2 separate regions of the Oryctolagus cuniculus genome follow, and region 2 is linked to region 1. Evidence: chromatin contacts called from public Hi-C data. All regions are on one chromosome and are shown on one strand. The core of a region is the stretch at or near the end of the contact, and the rest is flanking DNA. Distances in the headings are between cores, read along the strand shown.

Evidence for each region. A called contact is a pair of places that touch in the nucleus more often than the background predicts.
Region 2: a contact with region 1 is called in a Hi-C map of embryonic fibroblasts, with 1.6 times the contacts expected there. The contact joins two enhancer-like sites. A contact is called at or near these places in 2 of 6 Hi-C or Micro-C datasets (ear pinna and embryonic fibroblasts).

Annotation. Positions count from the first base shown.
Region 1 is chr15:55,921,700-55,925,183 of mOryCun1.1, forward strand. No RefSeq gene overlaps it. Among named protein-coding and RNA genes, the nearest start is that of JMJD1C, 78 kb to the left of the region's middle. Within about 2 kb of position 1,917, at least 1 of the 8 cell types and tissues checked has an H3K27ac peak or open chromatin away from gene starts, as enhancers often do.
Region 2 is chr15:56,011,610-56,015,190 of mOryCun1.1, forward strand. It overlaps LOC138845369 (a long non-coding RNA gene), which reads left to right. Exons shown (of 6, transcript XR_011382416.1): 4 at 3,429-3,581. Among named protein-coding and RNA genes, the nearest start is that of JMJD1C, 170 kb to the left of the region's middle. Within about 2 kb of position 2,297, at least 3 of the 8 cell types and tissues checked have an H3K27ac peak or open chromatin away from gene starts, as enhancers often do.

The DNA of each region.
Region 1 (3,484 bases), core at 667-3,166:
AAATACTCATCCATAGGATGCTACACAAGAAACACTAAATAAGGTTACATGTGAATATTAGAAGGGAAGAGAGGAAAGACAACACTGAAACCCTAGCCATCAGTTGGGATTGGGTAGCTGTCTCAGGCATAAAATGTAACACAAAATGCAGATTTATGTATCCTGGAAATGTTCTGGGATTCCATCTGTTTTAAAGTCAGACGTCTGTCTGCCTCACATTTAAGCTTTAGAGAGAAATCCTATGTTTTAGGAAAGTTTCTTTGTGTTACTTCATTATGAAATATAATGTGTGTGAATGTGTTTCCAAATAGCATTTTAAATGCAGCTATATTTTTACCATCAGGTATACCCTTGTGATGATCCAAAGAGGTCAGAAATTTAAATAAAGAATGCAATGACTCCATGAACAGCAGCATTTTTTCTTTCACCATTTCATTCTCTGTTTAAGTGGTTTGCTGTTCTTGAAAAAAAAAAAAAGATTCATGGAACAAAAATCATGTCAGAGGCTGATTCATTGTTCCCTGGAAAACATTCTGCCCATCAATATTCTGGCCTTGAAACACTCTCCTTCCTTATGGTCTAGGGATAGAAATGTTTTTAAATTGCTTTTTATAAGATGATGCTTTGAATTGAACATTTAAAGCAGAGGACTGATAATTGTCTTAAGTGTAGATTGCAAAAGGACTGTGTTCAACAAAAGCAGGAAAGTCACCATGTTTACACTCATTTATGACGATCCAAATTAAGAAAAGGGGGAAAGGATGGTATTTCAGTGTGGACATCAAAGTAGCTTCGTCTGTTTGTCATTCAGAACTCTCCATTGTTTGCCTGCGTGGTACACTAGTACTGTTATGTTTCTGCACAGTGCCTATATCTGAGCAGGACAGCATAACAATTAATGAGAGGAAAATAATTCTTTCTTTTAGAACAATGAATTCACTATTCCCAAATCAGTGTTTGGATTATTTGAATATTATTTATCCTGGGATTTTTTTTTCTGTGTTATTGAATAATTCATTTGATTGTCTGAGAGCAGATTTTCTTTTTAATCCTTGATTCCCTTCTTTGCCTCTTAATATCCAAAACATTAGTAAATCCTTTTGGCTCTCCGCAAAATATATCCTGAATTTGACCATTTCACGCACATTCCCTATAATGTCTTCAGTTCAAACCATCACCACCTGGAGTAATCAGAGCAATCAGTTTTACTGAAAGCAGAATTTCTTGAAGCCTTATTACATTCTTAGTAGCTTTGCAGATTTTTCAAGGTGACTTTTAAGTTAAATTTTTTTCTATTTACATATTTTCATGTCATTTGAAAGAGAGACAGCTGCAACTGACACTACACCCAACAACCACTCCCATGGCGACTTTTAACCTTGAGTCCCTTGGGACTGTCAGTTTCTTATGTCTGCAACTGGTACCTTTAGGGCATACTTACAAAATGAGAGAAGCTTGTAGGGAGAGAAGGGAGGAGCAGATATTTGTGCATATAAGCTTTGGAAAAGAAGTTTTCCTCTTTGAATCACGGCTTGCTACTGAGGCTTAGCAAGGATGAGTGAGGAGAGGAGTTGATGAAGCCAGGTTAGAGTATCTGGCAGAGCTGGGTTTTGATTTGATGTTATCTCAAAGTATTGGGAAACTTTGGGATATACATGGGATTTTTCCCTCAACAGTGCTAAACCCATTTAAATTATTCTAAATGAGAGGGCTACAAAAGATTGTGGTAGTGCCAGCAGTCACATTAGGTGTCTGGATTAGGGGAAGGGGGCCAGGCATTTGGCCACTTCACTGGTTAGGTCACCAGTAAGAATGTCTGCATCCCATATCCAGTGCCTGAGCTGGAGTCACATTTGTGCTTCTGATTCCAGCTTTCCACTGATGCACACCCTGGGAGGCTGCCAGGATGGTTCAAGTAGTTAGTTGCCTTGCCACTGCCAAGGCACCCTGATCGAGTTACTGGCTCCCAGCTTCAGTTTGGCCTAGCCCAGCTGTTGTGGGCATGTGGACACTGAACCACTAGATGGGAGCACTCGTGTGTGTGTGTGTGTCTCTCAAATAAAAAAGATTTGTTTTGAGGAATTGGTTTATGTGATTGTGGAGGCTGACAAATCCAGATTAAAAATGTAGAGGGAGGCTGCGTACTCTGGAAGAGTTGGCGTTGGGTCCACAGGCATTCTGCAGACAGTAATTCCCTCTGCACTTGATTGGATGCTGTCTGCTCACATAATGCAGGGTAATCTGTTGCACTCAAAGTTTACTTATTTCAATGTTAATCACGATATCTTTAAAAATACCTTCACAGCAACAACTAAAGTAGTGTTTGACCAAGAATGTCTGGGTACCATAGCCTAGCCAAGTAGACACGTAGAAGTAACTATCACACTCTCCTTAAAATTGAATTCCAAAAGAAATTCCATTACAAAAATATAAGTCTTTTGACTAATTTGGTATGTAGAAACTGCTAATGTTAGATTTTATTATCTTACAAAGAAATGTTTACAGTACATGGTTTCTTTGGATGACAGAGGTTTATACCATCTAAGGTTTGCGAGGCCCCTTTTATTGGGTTGTGATAACTGGCACAAAAGTTTATTTTCACACTTCGGGAGCAGGTATCGTCCCTGTTTTATTAACAGAGAAATAGACTCAACAGCAAACAACTGTGACCCAGCAACAAGCGTTACCTTAGACTCTTGTTAATTCTGTTATACTTGGTTATCATGGAGATCATAGCATACTTAAAAAGCTAACAAAGAAATTATTTTCTTTTTGAGATTATTTACTTGAAAGTCAGGATTTCACAGAGAGATACAGGTCTTCCATCCACTGGTTTACTCCCCCACTTACTGCAATGGCCAGAAGTGAGCCAGGCTGCAGCCAGGAGCCAGGAGCTTCATCTGGGTCTGCTGTGGAGGTGGTAGGGGCCCAAACACATGGGTCACCTTCTGCTGCTTTCCCAGGCACATCAGAAGTAGATCAGAAGTGGAGCAGCCAGGAGGACATGAACTGGTGCCTGCTACCACCACAGTGCCAGCCCCAGAAATTATTCTTAGTGTATAAGCATGAGGGGCCCATTGTAAAAACTATGGATGGGATGCTGGCACTGTGGCACAGCAGGTTAAAGCCCTGGCCTGAAGCGCTGGCATCCCATATGGGCGCCAGTTCAAGTCCCAGCTTCTCCTCTTCTGATCCAGCTCTCTGCTATGGCCTGGAAAAGCAGTTGAAGACGGCCCAAGTCCTGGGGCCCCTGCACCCATGTGGGAAAGCCGGAAGCTCCTGGCTTCTGCCTTTGGATCAGCGCAGCTCCAGCCATTGCAGCCAACTGGGGAGTGAGCCAGCGGATGGAAGATATCTCTCTCTGACTCTACCTCTCTGTAACTCTTTTTTTTTTTTTATTAAATAAATCTTAGAAAAAAAAAAAAAAAACCTATGGATTGACGTCAAAAAATTTTGGCACTAAAACATCTTTTTCCATGAACTT
Region 2 (3,581 bases), core at 1,047-3,546, 90 kb after region 1:
TGCTCCTGAATATGTGTTTTGTTTCTCTACTGCGTGAACCCAGTAGTTCAACTCTTTCCCTGTTTCTATAGGGTCACCTTCTTAACTCCACCATCACTCTCTGAGCAGGGAGGGATTTTTTTCTTGCTTCTTGGCATAGGAGGCTGACTAACTGGAAGTGATGTACAAAAGGTGTGCCTGTAGGGCTCGCGATCAGGGCAGACCAGCTAAGCAGAGGTAACAGTTTGCTCCCCGTGTTCTGGGCTTCCTTTTTAAGGAGTCGTCTGGGCTCTTGCAGAAGTGTTCACATGCTCACTCTATTTGCTAATTCCTGGAACCGAGGAGATTTGCCAATAAGCTTCTTGGAGATGGATGACTTCTTAAATGTCAAATGAAACATTGAGTTGTTAAATTGTGCTGCTTAAAATGTCAGGAAAAACCATTATTTTTGCAGACAGAGCTTCAGTGTGGTCTGATTTCAAGTCTGTGAAGTGACTCCTGTCTTTGAGAAGAATCCTCCTTTATTGTCAAGTGTTGCTGTGGCTTTGTACAGAGGTGGCCTAAGTGACAGTGCTGCTCTCTAAGCTAGCTGAACACAGGGAAAGCGTGCTGTTCTTCCTCAACTCCTCCCCTGCCTTCCTACCTGTACTAACCCAGACTTCCCGGAAACTCCACGGGGGCCACTCTCCTGCCATCTCCCTCCCTCCCTCCCTCCCTCCTTCCTTTCTTCTCTTCACTCCAGTACAAAGCTCTGCATGACGGGGCTTTCAGAATCCATTTTTCAGTTATCTGATTTCATTAAGAAAATAATTTTTTTTTTTGTTTTGACAAGCAAGAGAGACAGGGACAGAGTTCCCATTAGCTAGTTCACTTCTTAAATGCCTGGCAATGGTCCCAGGTCAGGGGAGTGGCCCAAAGCTAGGCACCAATAATTTAATCCAGGTTTCCTTGTAGCTGGCAGGAGCCCCAATACTTGAGCCATCATGGCTGTCTCCCAGGGTCTGCATTAGCAGGAAGCTGGAGTCAGAAGTCAAACCCAGGTCCTCTGACACCCACGGGTGTCTTAATCTCACCAGTAGACTAAACACTGACCCCTAGTGATGTTACTTTAAAGTATTTTCCTACAGAGCAAAGCAGGGGCTTAATAGAGTTGAATTTATACCTCAGGATGACATAGCTGAGTGGAGGAGTCCAAGTATGGTCAGGTAATTGGAAGGCTGAGTTGCATCACCAAAAGTAACCTGAAATTCTAGTGATAGGTGTGGCAAGGGCCAAGAGGAGGGCGGCTGTAGTGCCTGTGGTAGGGGACCAGGAGCAGAAGGGTTAGCACTGCCTCTGTGCATCTGTGAACCTCCAGCTTGTGCAACACTTTGAGTCCAGGCAGCTCCGCCTCTGGCCTGCTTCCTCTTTCATCATGACCCAGCTTGGTCATCTCAAAATTGTTAGGTTGGAGGAGATAACTCCCAACCCTTCCCTGCATCTCAAATTATATGGTAAGGCTTACTACATATTTTACTGGAAACAAAATCAATTTGGGAGGGAGGAGTGACTCTGTCTGGACAGTGTAGGTGACTGCCATCTTGTGTCTTAACAAGATTCACTGTGAATACAGAAGTGCACGTGTTCTAGATCGCCCGGTGTATAAAGCACTGTGAATAGGGCGAGCCACATGGCCTCGAGCCAGAGGCGTGGAGCTGCACTTCAAAATGCCCAGCTTCTTCAGCTCTCACGCCCTCTGGCTGGGTGACATTGAGGAAATCAAAATCTTTCTGACCCTTTATTTCTGCTGTGAAACGAAGACACAAACGATCATTTCTAGGATCTACTTCCTATTCGAAGATTATTTTGTATCTATAAAATAAGATTTAAAAATATTGACAATTATTTTCTATTTCTGAAGTCTTGGAAATGTAAATGAATACTTGTCCCTATATAACAGAAAAGAAAATTGAGACACAGCAAAATTCATATCCACCTAACATTAAAATCCTGAATGCTAGGGGTGGGCATTCAGACCAATTAAGGTGTCAGTTAGAATACCTGTGTCCCCTACAGGAGGGCCTAGGTGTGCAATACCCACCGCTTGCTCCTGATTCCAGCTTCCTAGGAGTGCAGACCTTGGGAGACAGCAGTGACAGCTCAAGTAGTTGTACTGCTGCCACCCATGGGATCCCTGGATTGAGTTCCCTGGCTGCCAACTTTGGCCCACAGCCAGAGGCTGTTACAGGCATTTGGGGCATCCGCCAGTATATGGGAGCTCTCTTTCTGTCTGTCTCACAAAAACAAACAACAAGCAACAAAATAAACCCCTGGCTCTCTCAGTGAGATCCTAGTCCCTGTGTGATACTTGGCCAGTGAGTCACTAAGCTACCTCACACAGGCTGTGCTGGCTCTTCCACTCCAGGAAATGACGTAAGAAACTCAGTGGATGAATAGTTTGGTTCTCACTTCACTCAGCTGGGAGATGATATTTAGAATGATGGCTCAAAGACTCTTCTGACCAAGCAAAGTATTAGTCAGCTTGGAAAAAACTGAATGGCTTGGGAGGGAGAGGTAACAGTGTATTCTGTGTATCCCAGGAGGACCATTGCCATAAATCAGTGAGGAAAGGATTTGTTTTGGACCCACACACAGAGAAGGGAAGCAGCAGGCCAAAGCAGGCTGGGCTAGGAGTTAGAAGACTTTACTTCTAGTCTAACTCTGCCAAATACTTAGCACAGGGCAAGGTACCTATCCTTTCTGGCCTTACCTTTTCTATCCATAAAGTGGGAGGGTAGCACTAGAAGATACCAAACTTCTCAAAGCTCTGACATCTATTAGGTTCCTTCCAAAAGTGCACACCCTCTTCTGTGCCACAGAGGTGAGATAGAGGCTTTTCCTTAGTTTCCAAGACCAATCCTGAGTGGCCACAGTGATTTCTCACCCCCAGCTCTGTGTGCTCCTTACCTTATGAACACCTGCCTCTGAGCAGCCGAACGGCAGCCTGATTTGTGTGGTCGTGGGGGTTACGTTCCCCTGCCCCTCGCTCCTGCTGTGGGCTCTCAGCAAGCAGGAATCAGGTCACCCATTTCAGGGTCTCCTAAAGCATGCAGTGAATACTGCCTTCCCTTCCTTTATGAGAATTGTACATCCACAAAATTGCAAATCTCTCACTGCTCAATATTCTAAGTCTTACTATTTCTCAAATCTCAAAATACTATTAAATTGTTAACAATGTAATTATTTTCCGTGTAGCTTGCACAGGAAGTGCAAGTGTAGCACTACCTTGTGTAAGTGTAGAGTTATTAATTCACATTTTTGTTTTCATTGAGAGACTACATAATTTATATATGTATATGATCATTTGTGCATATGATTACATAAAATGTATCTTTTTTCCTGTACCAGTTTGTATTTTGCTGGCTTAAATATTACAACTGAGTAATATTTATATTTGGTTTCCATTTTAGTGCTGGAGCCCTGGCCACAACTTCCTCTTGGCCTTTCCTCTACTTGCTCATCGTGAGGCCCGTATGCAGAATTTTGAAACTGAAAGACCCCTTCAAGGTCATCTCTGCTCCAACCCTTACTTTAGAGTTGAGAAGACTGAGGCCCGAGACGTT